Linked DNA regions of Pan troglodytes: region 2 is linked to region 1. A link is a contact called in public HiChIP or PLAC-seq data. All regions are on one chromosome and are shown on one strand. Each heading gives the region's core, a stretch centred on a gene start, on an enhancer-like site or on the middle of the called end of the contact. The rest is flanking DNA. Distances are from core to core; before and after follow the strand shown. Region 1 holds the start of PHIP (pleckstrin homology domain interacting protein). Region 2 holds the start of SH3BGRL2 (SH3 domain binding glutamate rich protein like 2).

Region 1 (6,773 bases), core at 2,619-5,118:
AAAAAAAAGTTTTTTATTCTACAGTTTAAGAATTCTGATACTTGGAAAAAGTGCCCCTTTTCTTTAAAATAAATCTCATATTTTAAAAAATCTAAAATCTAATTAAACGTATACCATAGTACCAAAAACAACTTTTAGCTTCCTATCCAATTCCATTTACTTTGTTAAAAATGTTTTAAATCTTAAGGTAGATGGTGATAATCAGTCATGTTTTATACCAGAGACAGAAACAACCATAAGATACGACCATTTCCTTTCTCAATCACACTTGAAATGAACGCATCAATTTTAACCTGCAAACTTTTAAAACTGCTCTTAAAATTCTACTTTCCTCTTGATTAAAATTCAACCATTGCGATTGTAACTAGACTAACTACAGATGATCAGTGCCTATTTTTAAATTCACATCTACAAATATTACACCCCATTTTAAGCAGCAATAATTTGAGGTTTCCTAGAAATTTCAATGCGATGTGATATATGAGTTCTCCCATTTAAAATATTGCTCAGTTTATTAGTTAATACAACAAATCATTTCCAGGTAGAGTAGAAACTAATGACTCAACAAGTAATTTTCAAATCAATGTTAAATAAATTCAACTCGATATACAACAACGTAAAACTTTTTAAGTCAGAAGAATTAAAATAGAAAATACTGTACAAGAGACTTTGCATGTGCTGACTTAGATATTAAACAGCGAGATCTACTATTGAACAAAAAAATCCAGTGTTCCAAATGTTTTTAGACCTAACTAAATCTCAACTAAAAAGGTAAAATAAAGTTAACTCACACACCTAGATATACAGTTTGATGGATGAGAAAGCACCTCAAATGGTACCTTGCATCCAGTAGATATAGAGTAAGCAATATGCTGAATGAATGAAAAGAGAAAACGAGTCAAAGAACTCCAAGTTCTAATAAGATTTCTAAACTGTCTGATGAGTATGCCAACGTTCCTGTTCTAGTAAGGAGAAAACTCCAAGCAAGAAAAACCACTTCCATTCAAAATAGGTGAATTTTGAGCATAATACATAGATAGAAAGAATGCTTACTGTATCTTAAATCTGAGATGCAGACTAGGGATAGAAATTCACTTTACTAATAATTCCTCCCCCCACCCTCCCCCCCAAAATTAAATTAACTCAAAATCAAAATTGATAGCTCATTTTTACTGAAAAAAAAAAAAACAAAATGATATTCCTACGAGGATTAGCCATTACCATAATTTAGCCAGATAACATTAAGCTGCTTCATTTAAAAAATGTAACATTACCAAAAGATAAGAAAATGCAGCATTCCTCAGTGACTTAAGGTTAGTGGGTTTTCAAGAGATGCACAGATGTAAAAGCAGATGCAAAGACGAGTTTTGTAAAACCTGCCCCATCTTAAAAATGTATTATAATCTTTGCGATAATTTTTTCAAATATCAAGGAAGACATGTAAATTCACGAAGACTTCTATCAAATATTTGTAAACCTAAAAATTAATTTCAAATTAGTAAATCTTGGAGTTTACTTCCAGCTCCATTCACTTTGGCCAAGAATTGAATGAAAGTAACCCAAATCACTCCTTGAAAATTAACACACGTTCAGTGTGAAAATGAATACACTAATACACTGTTAAATCTCCATTAGATGTATTAAACCTCAGTACCCTTGCTTATTTCAACAGCCGTGAGCGGTTATCAACAACTTATATTAAACCACAAGAGATTTATACACAAAAGTTAGGAAATATACTACATACCAAAAAAGCGCCATTATAATCATGTCCTGCTTTCACCTCACAAAAGACACTCATTCTAAGCTCGCTGAAACTTCCCAGTCATTAGAGAAGTTCTGATGAAGTAACATTAGTAATCATAACTATCTCAAAACAGTTACAAAAGCCTCATAAAATCAACGCACTACATAAATTTCAAAGGCTTGGTGGGTCCGGTGCGACTGCTTTAACTGCCCCACACACATATTCACACAACGAACCTGTATCAGTTTAGGAGAAAGTGTTACAGAAAATATAGCTCCTTTAAAGTAACTTCCAATCACAATACTGAAGTGATAAATCCACTTCTGAAAAGCAATTTTTAAAGATTCCTAAAATACTCATTTTGACAACCCACAAAATTAAGGTTTTTAAGCTATTAAACAAAATATGTCCCAATATAAACACAACTTTCATAGGCCAAGTTCCATCCCACAGTAAATATGCGGACAAAAATCAAAACTCTTCAGTGTACTCCAATAATAATTTTTAATTAAACGAGAGGCATACCATAAGAATTAAAAAAAGCCTACTAAACTTCTGGTTTTGGGGAATTACAGGCTTTACACTTCTGCAAAGATGTGTTTTAGTAAATGCAAGGCGAAGCACTGACCAACTATCATCACACATCAGAATCCTTCCAACAAAAAACCCAGGACTGAATGTAAGGAAAACAAAATAAACGACAGAGGGGGAAAAAATAATGTCTTGCCACGGTACCGCAGCGGCTGGATAGCCTGCTTGTGAAATGCTAATGCCACTTCGGAGCAGTTAGTCACCAGCTATTGTGTAGGGCAGGAGAAAGCCGAGCCGGCCGCGCGTGCAGAGCGAGCAAGCGAACGAGCGAGCGCGCTCTCCCTCTTCGCGCCGCTCCCGCCGCCGCCGACTCTCGCGCGCCCCCGCGCCCGCACGGACGCGCGCGCCGGCCCCTCCTCCTCCGGCCTTGCACTGCACAACACTCATGACGTATCTTTATTTCTAGCACATTAACAAAATATCACAAATAAATTGTCCGCAGCCCCTGCGGCCCCGGAGTACGAGTACCCCCGGCCACTGGCCCCCGCAGACCCCGCGCCGGCCTCCCAACCCTCCCCATGGCCTTTGGAGCTTTCACGTTCTAGGGCCAAGTTTTTGTCTCTGTAAAAAATTGCGGGAAATTCAATTTTTATTCGACTCAGGGAAAAGTTTCTTTGCTCTGCGACGTGAATGTCTCACCAGATTCTGGTAGGTCCTGGGATGCTCCTTCCCGGTCCAGTCGGTGCGCCGGGGCAGCAGCTGCGGGGAGAGGACACCCCGTGAGCCCGGCCCCCGGCCCCTACCCGCCCGCTCCCCTCCCCCGCCCGCCCCGCGCCCCGGCGGGGACCCCGAGCCCCGCGCCCCGCGCCCTGGCGGCGGCGGCAGCGGCGGCGCAGCGGCCCAGAGGCGGCCGCGCGGCGGCGGGACGCGCCGGGCCGCCGCCGCCCTTACCTCCTTCTCGGCCACCTCGCGGATCAGCACCTGCAACAACAAAGCGGGGAGAGCTGAGCCCCGCGCCCCGGGCCGCGGCCCCGCCGCCGCCGCCTCCCTCCCCCACGCCCGCGAGCGGCGAGCGCCGGCCCGGCCCGCGCCGCGCGCCGCCGTACCTGAGCCGCCTGCTGACAGGGTCCATCTTCCAGGAACCGGGCGATGAGGAAGTAGAGCTCTGCGCGGGAGAGAGGGACGGGGAGACACACAGGCTGAGCGGTCGGGCGGCGGGGGGCGGGGGACCGCGGGCGGAATCGCCCGGTGCCAGCGGCCCCGGCAGCCCCCCGACTTACCCGATCGCAGCTCCGAGAGGCCTTTCCTCTCACAAGACATGTTTATGGGTCACTTCAGGGCCGCCGACGGGACACCCCGCCGCCGAGGGGAAGCGGGGACGGTGCCGCCGCCTGCCCTATAGCTGTCAGTGTGTGTTCACGAGCCGAGCTTCGGCTCCACCATTCAAGCAACGGCGGCGGAGGCGGAGGAGGAGGAGGAGGAAACAACAACTCTCAGGCAGCGGCTACGGCCGTGGCCGCCTCCGCCGCGGATCCCTCCGCCGCAGAAAGGAGTCCGCCGCCTTCGCGGCCCCGGGCTCGGCCCCGGCTCCGGCCCGCGCCCCCGCCTCCCGGCGCTAAAAAAGAGTGCCTCCGACCCGTCGTCCCCAGCGCTCCGCACGCGGCACAGTGAGACCCCCCACCCGCTCCTCCCCGCAGGGCGTGCGATTTATTTATTTATTTCCAGTCGGAGAAGATGTCGGAGCCCAAGCCGCCGGTTGGCTGGAAGGCGCTTTCTCTGTGGAGGCCGATAGTGGCAGGGAGGGGGCCGGGGACGGCTCCGCGGAGGGATCTGACGCACACGGAGCCGCAGCACAGGCTCTATTCAGCGGCGCTGGCTGGAGCTGAGATGGAAGTTAGTTTCTATGTAGCAGAAATAGGAAACAAATGAAGCAAAACTGCCCAGAGAGGGGAAATGCCCCAAGGATGGGTCTCACTCACGCGCGTACACAGACACACACGCAGAGAGCACTCTCACGCTGGGCAAGCTCGGGATCGCGCTACCCTTCCCGAGTTGAATGATAGTGTTTGGTTTCTGTCTCTTGCCATGTGCATGTGTATAAATGCTGCGGATTGGCATCTGTGTAAGTCTTGTCCTGCGTTATTTCTGCAGCCTATGCAAGTGTTGTGTAATTTATTGGAGTGCTGTATATTGCAATAGAGGTTTGGGCTGCTTTTTGTTAAGCACTTGCGTTTTGCAAACCCGTTATTTGCTGAAGCCACCTCTGCATATTTCTTTTATTACTGCCATTGCCTTTGGCGTACGTTTTTTAAATGTTTTTTATTGTTAAACGGGCAAAGCGAACTCTTGATTTGTACTTCAGATACTCTTTTTCCTTATTACAAAAAGGCTAGTGATGGCTAATTAGGTATTTGGAATTAAAGAACCTTAAAGCTTTTTTAAGTGTTTACGAGAAGGGAGAATGTAAACCTGAGGGAAAGGAAAGGACGCTAATATTCATGTCTAACTGATCTGGATGTAATTTAGTGACAGATCGATAACCTGCCGAAGGATATTGAAAGAGTATACTACAGTTTAGCCAAGGTGAATAGTGATTAAATAATTTAAATAATCTGTGTATCTTGCAGTTGACTTCGTCATGCTAATTAATGGCTTCTAATTTGAGATGTAAACCATTCCTGTTTACAGTTAATCACGGGAAGACTTCTTGAAAACTGACGAAAAGGAGGAAAAAAAAATCTTTCGTAAATTAGTATGTAATTACCGATTTTATATGCTAAATCATACATCTGTGTTTTGCTGATGAGGATAAGGGCCTTGTTTTTAAACGAATATGGGTGAAATTAATGGAAACAATAGAAAAAGCCATTTGTTAGAAAACAAGGACACCAAATGATATTTATCTCCAGATGATTTAAGCACTTTCCAAAAAGACTTGAGAGTTCAATATTTTTTAAGGATTGCATTTTAAAGGGAATTTGGATAGTCGTTCTTTTGTTAACATTTAACAAAAGATTCTCCTTAAAAATGTTAGATAATAAACTGCATTTTATGGGTCTGGTTTAAAAAGGTTATTTGTGGGGAAAGGACCAACAAGCTGTATTGTAGTTTTCTAGATTGTTTCCTCAAGCCTTGTAACCTCCTAGCTCCTTACATTCCTAGTGGGAAATACTTGCTGCAAATGCCTTGGGCTGCACTGTAAGCCCAAGTGTGCTGCACCAGTGTGATGCCCTATACTAAAACATCCAGAAATCATCATACATATGAGGAAGAAGAAATAAAGCCTCAAACCCTTTGGAATAATAGGATATAAAATTGCCTTTTGTAACCGAATCTTAAAAATGGAAGGTTACCATGACTTGTCCTATTGCAACCTGGTTATCAGAATAACTTATTTTTTTTAAGATAGCTATTCTCAATTACTGAACATATTTGCATCTTTAAAGACACTTTATTCTATTCTATTATAGGTAAAGTAGCCTGTTTCTAGGTGGTTAGGCTTGAAAAGATAGACTGAAAAGATAGGACATTTTGTATGCCTTTTTGCAAATTGTATTTACTTCTAAGACCGATGCTGTTTTAGCTTAACTTTTAAAAAAGTGTTCTTCAAATAATTGTAATATTTTACACGATCTTGAAGTTCTTCAAATAAACAGAGTTTAGAAACTAAAAATTATAGTGGGATTTTCTGGTTTTGAAGGCTTGGAATGTATGATTCTTACTAATAGATGTTTTATTCTTGTGATTGAAAATAAACCAAATTATGACATGGAATATAATATTACTCTGGGTAAAGTTTGTGGTATATATCTTCTGTGTGTTATGTAAACATAGAAAACTAGCATGATTATCTCATATATTCTCTTCATTTAGAAGCCACAAAAGCTTTCACCTAAATATGCTACTAGTACTTAGCTCCTTAAAAATTTTTTGGAAAATCCCCCTCTAAGTTTTCTAAACATGATGTTCCTGTCATTTTGATTGATTTTTGACAGTGTTTATATTTCTTTTTCAAATGTCCAATATGCAGATAGCTGTAACCTTCCCTTTGAACTATTGTCTGTTATAAGAAAATATACATTACCTGCTAAAAATTAAAACTTCCCTTCAGCCAAATAAACTATTTGTATTTAACAGTGGATATTGAATTGAATTTTACTAAGTCCTTTAAATGTAACAAATACTCCAAATAGCCCTTTTAATTTTCTTAAACATAAAAAACATTTCTGAATTATAGCATTGACAGTTAACTATAAGATTTATTAAGTTGTTTATTGTACTTGTTTATGTACAAAGTCTGTACATATCAAATAGAAAGAAAAGTCTTATTTGGAAGTTCTAGATTTTAGTTCCCAAAGCAATGATCCTTGCAATTTTTTGTTCAGCCAACTCTTTTGCATATAAGGATAGTTCAGATTCCATCTATATCCTTTCCTGTTTGTTTATTTTAACATTTTTATGGGTTTCCAAAAATAAAATATCACTTTAAAAAGAT
Region 2 (6,773 bases), core at 2,881-5,380, 490 kb after region 1:
CCTTGTGCACAATTTCAATTCCTAAAGAACTGTTTATTTCCTAAAGCTGGCTAAACATGCTACTACAGCAATTAATAGAAAGCTACCAAATCTAATACTTGACATTGTTCATCCAAAAGTAAACTCTCCTTTAAAAAAAAAAAAAAGTAAAAAGTCCCAAACAGTACAAATTACACATAACAGGTCAAAAAAAAAAAAAGAAGATAACCTAAAGATCCTCGAGTGCCAGAAGTTTCTTTTATCTCTGATTACAAATGAATCAGAAAACAAATCTAAGCTGTAGAGTCCATTGTATATAAATATCATAATGATATCTAATTCGTCTGACTCTAAGAAACCATCTTAGTTTTAAGAAAAAAAACTGTAAAATCAACAAACCGTTAATTTCCTGACATATCCCTGTGCTCAGCTTCTTTAGATAAAACATTGCTGACTGGCTACCTTTGCTACCAGCAAAAGAGTTCACAAAACAGACAACTAGGCAAATAAAATGTAAATAAACTTCAGTGAGAAAGATATAAATAAGGACATTTCTCCTCCCCGCAAAAAAGATGAGATAAAAGTAAAAACCATATTGCTACATTTGGTTTTTCTCCTTTGTGGAAGAGGAGCAGTTACACTGTAACTGCTCCTCTTCCACAAAGGAGAAATGAAGTAAAGTGTTCCACTCTTCTAATAACATGTCCCCACGTATTTATAAGCATTTTCCTTATTATACTACTTATCTGCATAATCTTGCTTAAAAACCAAACTATTTTTATTTAAAAATAAAACAAAAAATAAAGTTTGGATTTAAAGTATGATCAAATATGATCAATCAGATCACAGTAAATGCTACATTTGAAATGTAAGACATAATCAGCTTATTTTAAACATTTTAAACAATGGATCAAATTAAAACATCTTAAGTACAGTACATATTCCCAAAGTTTAGTCAGTCAAATGAAAACATCCTAAGATGTTCATTCATTCATTCATTTATAAGACATTTACTGAACACCTATGAAATGTCAGGCGCTAGATTATAGATGGAGCTGAAGATACAAAAATGAGTAAAATACAACTGATCCCTTACCGTTAAGTAATTCCCAACCAAGAGGAAAAAAAAATAATGCGACAGTCTATAAGTACTAATGATAAAAGGAAGCAGAGAAAGCTTAGTAAACTCAGAACTAAGATTAGAGGACAGAGGGAGTTTGAGAAGGTTTCTAGAGGAGATAATGCCTAAATTGAGTCTTACGGTATTAGCAGAGGTTAAGCACAATTATAATTTCATGGATGTGTGTGTTTGAAAAGTGGGGTGGTAAATGAGGTTAGAAAAAGAAGACAGTGAAGTACGACCCTGTTTCAATAAGAGGATGCAGCATTTGCAAAAGTAAAAGGCATTAGATAAGCATGGCATATCACCAAACTGCAAATACTTTACAACTGTGCTGTCCAATACAGTGGCTCCTGAGCACCTCAAATGTAGCTATTCAGAATTGGCATATGCGGCAAGTGTAAAATACATGTGGAATTTTGAAAACTTAGTACATAAAACAGACCATAAAATAGCTCTTCTATAATCTTTCTTACATTGACATATGCTAAAATAATATTCTGGATATATGTGACTTAAAATACATTAAAATTTCACCTGTATTTTATTGTGTGTCTACTGAAAAAAATGGATATAGCTCACATTCTATTTCAAATGGACAATGCTAGTTTAAAAGGATGGCACTGGCTGGGGAGTAGTGCTAAAGTAATAATAAGTGGGACTGGATCGGGTGGAAGATAATATCACAAGAAGAATCTCTATGTCATTAATAAGTTGGTTGGAAACCAAGGCTCTTCAGTAGGGTTAATATTATCAGATCTGACATTCGCAAGGATCCATCTCCAATCTAAGAATTGGAGGGCAGGAAAGCTGGAGGAAGAATATCAATTGGTCTCGATAATCACTGACAGTGTTTTGAAAGTAGTATAACTAGAGATACAGAGTACAGAACTGATTCCAGAAATGTTTTTCAAGTAAGATAAACTACACTTGGTGACAGATTAAATATGAAGTCTGAGAACAGAGAAGAACTTGAGTAAATTCCGAAGTTTTGGGCTTGCAAAATTAGGAGAATGTGGTATTCAAGCAGGACAGCTTTGGCAGGGGAAGGTGATGGGTTCAATATTGGACATACTGAGTTTGGGATGCCTACGGATAGGAAATTTATGTGGAAATACCAAAAATTAGCTACAAAAGTTTGACAGTAACTCAAAAGTTCCAGATCAGAAATAAAAAATTGGGAGAGTGTTAAGAAAACACAAATAGTGTAAGCCAAAGGAGAGGAATAACACAGCCAAGAACACAGAGTAAAAAATAGAAGACGGAAGACCGAAGACTGGATTATTGGGAAAAACAATAATGAAATATGGTGAGCCGAGGAAGAAGATCCCACAAAGGAGTTGAAGAATGACAGGCAGAAGAAGAACCCAAGAGAAGGGTAGCATCTTTATTTTAATGGGCTTCCATTGTGTCCTACAGAATTATAGTTCCACAATATGTGTAACGGAAGAGATGTGACTGACAAAAGAAGAAAAATCTCTTTTCCAAAGTCACAAACTACTTTTTGATATTTAAAATGATACTTTGTCAACTTAGAGAATCAAAACAAACTATTATTTCCTATAACTTATTTGGATAAACATACTAGCTAACATGGGAAATCACAAAGTGAAATATTTAAAATGGTAATATAGAATTTAAATGTGTAACAACTGGAAAAAACATAGATTAAAATAACCATGCAAAAGAAAGAGGGAATAAGTAAAGAACTGGAAACATCGGTTTTACCATTCTAAAAAACATACAGCCACTCCCTCTGCCAGAAACTAAATGATGACTTCTGATTCCAAAGATATCTCTAACGCAAGTTCTTAACGTGAAGATAAAGGAGGGGAATAAATATGTATGTGCCCAAGTATACTTTCCAAAGAACAAAGTGAACAAAAAAGGGGTTTATATCAGATGAACTGGACCAGGGCTCTTCACTGTTAAACACTATCCCACGGTCTACCTAAAGTAAACATCACGTATCTGAGTACCGACTCCAACTTGAGTATGCCAAAAAGGCACTTTCTTTTTTCTTTTATTTGTAACCATCTTTACTCCTCTCATCCCATCCCTGAAGGATGTATAGAATTATCACAGCCTGGACAAGTACGGCTTTCCACTCTAACCACAGTTTTAATAATAACACATCTATTATTATCCGAGAGCTACCAAAGCCTCCTTTTCCGTCTTGGCCCTTGGCCCTGCCCCTCCTCTCTAGTCTTGAGTCTCCAAGGGCCTCCGGGGTTTTTGTTTTGTTTGTTTTAATAACAACCACTTCTCTAGATCCGCCAGCTCCCTTTCTTCTCTTCTCGGTCCCAGGAAGTAAATACCCTTTCCCAGCTCCTCTCCTCCTAACTTTCCAGTCCCCCCAGTGCCGGTCAACCTCCCTTCCTCGGGACCCTCTCAGGAGCCGAGCTCTTTACTCATTTTCCTAGGTCTTCCTTCTCCTCGCGGTCCCTACATCCTCCCCCATCCCTAATCCCTTCATCGTCCCCGCTTTAAGAACCACCCGCAGGCTCCCATCCACGAACGCCCCTTCGCTAGCTCCCCGACGCTTCAACCCAGCCTCACCTCGCACCTCCACCTCCCCCGCCGTCTCCACGCCCACTTCAAAGCCCACCTCCAACCCGCCGGCTCTTCAGCAGAGCCGATGCGGCGTCCCGCCTCCTTGCCTTCCCTCTTAGGACCGAACTCCCAGCTGGGGCCTCGGCGTCTGACCGCCAAAGAGCGGGTGCCTGGTTCCTGCGGAGGCTGCCGGGCGGGTGCCGAGGTTGCCGAGATGCGGGAGGTTTGAACACAAGGATGGGAGAGAGGCGAGGACCGGGGCTCCTGGGTGGCAGCGGAGGTAACCTGGGCTCCAGGGTAACGGAGGCGGAGGCCTAGACTGCACTACGGTGAGACCGCAGCCAATCATGATGACTCTACCCGAGCTCCCATTGGCTTCTGTCTCCAGACGGCTCTTTTTATTGGCTTCAGTGGAACTGGAAGGCGGGACGGCGAGTGCGGGAGAAGGTCTCCATTGGCCGACCGCTCTAGCTGTAGCGGAGACCCCAAGTAGGGAAATTGGGGCAAAACGCGGAGCGCTCCAGGCTCCTACGGGCTGTGCGGTGCGAAGGCTCGATAGCTGAGCGTCGTGGGCTCCGAGAGGGACGCGGGCGGAGGGCAAAGTGGGTTCATGATATGAATTGTAAAATTGGCGACTGCGTAATGTAAAACACTTAACAATTGCTTAGATTTCCTTTGGGAAATAACTTGCTTTTAAATTGTAAACAAATTACAAACAAACTGCTAGTGCTTCTGGGTCTTCTTACCGAAATGGCTGATTCAGGAGGATGCGGGGTGAGTGCACTATTGTTCCTGCCTCGAGATCCTGGCCGTGAATCACCAACGAGCCGTGAGTTTGGCTTGAAAGTGATTTTTAGGTTTTGGAACGGGTTTGGGGTGGAATGGCATCTGAAATATTTGCACACAAGTTTTTTTTTTTTTTTTTAAGGAACGTTTTGAGGAGCATGTCAGCCTATTGAGCCCTGATGTGTGACATATTTTCTCTTTTAGAAATGGCATTAATTGCGGGAGACAGGGAAGGTAAAAAAAAAAAATCCTCTTTCGTGAGGGCTTTAAACTGCTCCGAGCCATCTGATTATCAAGGTGGTTTAACACTACTCTGGTGTTCTCACTATTGTTAATTTCTCACTGGCCTTTACCACCATTCTGTAGAGAATCTAATATTTGAAGGCAAATGCGTTTAATGAATCTTCTAACCATGAAGATTGGTAATTCCTGCTTCTCGCTTAACCTCGTTTTTCCACCTTTGCACTGTTTCAAAGCTTTCATTTTATCCTGTCAATACATTTTACTTCAAGTTACAGACTAACCCACCCAAACAATATTGTGATTAAATGTAATTTTCTGTATGCGAAATATATCTGTACAAGATGGCAGTCATCTGTTAGTGAAAATAAGATGAGTAATCCCTAAATTGCACGGAATTACTTTTCATCAATTCTTTAATCTATCTCTGCTGACACTGTTAAAATAGCTCACTGGTTATTATGGACTCTGTTAGAATTAACATGTAAATGTATGGGTGGATTACTTATAAAGGAAGTCGCCAGGAAGAATCAGAAAACATACCGTATTTACGTGGACAAATGTCTGTCACAGGAGCGTCAGATCAGGATTGCTGAAGGAGAGCTGAGAATGAAACCACCATTTATACAGCACTCAGAATGCTCCAGGCAGTGTAATCTCATTCCATCTTCATTCATGACTCCAGACAGGTATTGTTATTCATTGTTTATACTTGAGAAAGCAGATTCAGAGAAGTTAAAGTATCTACCACAAGGTACGAAAGTAGTAAGTAGTAATGCCAGAGTACAAGCCTAGGTCTGCTTCCAAATTTCGTGGTTTCGGATTTAGTGCCTTCATTGTGTTTCACCTACAGGTTAAGAAGTTGTTGGTAAGCAAGAAAATATTTAAGACGCTGGGAGAATCCAAAAAATTGTCTAGTTGTGTGTAACATAGTCTCAGGATTCTTACAGTGTGCAATTTTATTCACCCCCTCATATTCAAAATAACAGTGTCAGTTTGACCTTGATAAAAGATTAAAAAATGTATAAATTTACAGAAGTAAAAACTAGTTTATTGAATTACCATTTTAAAAGGTTACCCCAAAATATGAGAAAGCAGTTTTAAAAGTTTTATGACATTACATGGTTTTATATATTATTTTTGATAGGGCTAGAATTTTCTAAGATACCATTTGACATTTTATTTCAGTACCACACAGGATTCTGCTTTTCAGAAATAAAGGAAACAAAGTTATCAAAACCACATTTATATTTCTGCCACTTGAAATTATAGTTAACAGAAATCAGACTCTTTTCTTGTTTTTAAAGATTTTGTTTATGAAACAAATTCTGCAATGATCATTAAGCACTTCGGAGTTTTATTTTTAATATCCTGGGCTTCTTCCATTGATACTGCAATATCTCCAGATTTGCTATATTGCTAACTGAATGTTCATTTTCTGTAGGACTTTGATTGGCTTCTTTATTGCTATATGGCAATGATGTAGATGTTATAATCTAACTAAAATATTCCTACAAATGCTTACTAGTAGGATTATTCTCATTTTCCTTTGGGGAAACTAGTGTCGAGTTTGAATGGTTTGTTAGAAGTTTCAAAAAAGTAATAGGTAGATAAATAGACTCTCTAACTGTAGACAGAGAAATTACAATGACCATAATTTGTAAAGGGGGGGACATACTATATATAGTATCTTGGAAATCACATAAGTATAATTATCCTTAGCTAAAGTTCAGTCGTCTATTTCATACCATTCTACAAAAGAAGAAAAGCAGTGTCACAATTTTATATAATTTACAGAAATGTGATACATAACAAAAATTCAAAAATTTTTTCTCTAACTTCTTGATCTCATGTTGCTTGGAAATTTTAAATTTATTAATAGATTCTAGGTAAATAGTTGGTTTTAGCATATAACACTAAATTTGAAACAGTATCTAATATGCTGCATGTTTAAGAGAAATCGAATGGATTGGTTGAGTTGGGTGTAAAGAACAGTATAATTGACCGGGTGCTGTGGCTCATGCCTGTAATCCCAGCACTTTGGGAGGCCAAGGTGGGTGGATCACGAGGTCAGGAGATCAAGACCATCCTGGCT

Evidence for each region. HiChIP or PLAC-seq counts read pairs in DNA pulled down with a chosen protein or histone mark.
Region 2: an H3K4me3 HiChIP or PLAC-seq map of stem cell-derived excitatory neurons shows a contact between it and region 1, with 11 times the contacts expected there. The contact joins the promoter of SH3BGRL2 here to the promoter of PHIP in region 1. A contact is called at or near these places in 1 of 7 Hi-C or Micro-C datasets (stem cell-derived neural progenitor cells) and 1 of 1 datasets of contacts at active chromatin or transcription factors (stem cell-derived excitatory neurons).

The regions. Positions count from the first base shown.
Region 1 is chr5:91,044,973-91,051,745 of NHGRI_mPanTro3-v2.0_pri, forward strand. It overlaps PHIP (pleckstrin homology domain interacting protein), which reads right to left and starts at 3,869. Exons shown (of 40, transcript XM_016955892.4): 1 at 3,559-3,869; 2 at 3,385-3,443; 3 at 3,230-3,259; 4 at 2,978-3,037. The coding sequence starts at 3,598.
Region 2 is chr5:91,534,289-91,541,061 of NHGRI_mPanTro3-v2.0_pri, forward strand. SH3BGRL2 (SH3 domain binding glutamate rich protein like 2) reads left to right here and starts at 4,131. Exons shown (of 6, transcript XM_016955901.4): 1 at 4,131-4,254; 2 at 5,252-5,367. The coding sequence starts at 5,288. It overlaps LCA5 (lebercilin LCA5), which reads right to left and starts at 3,973. Exons shown (of 8, transcript XM_527439.8): 1 at 3,708-3,973.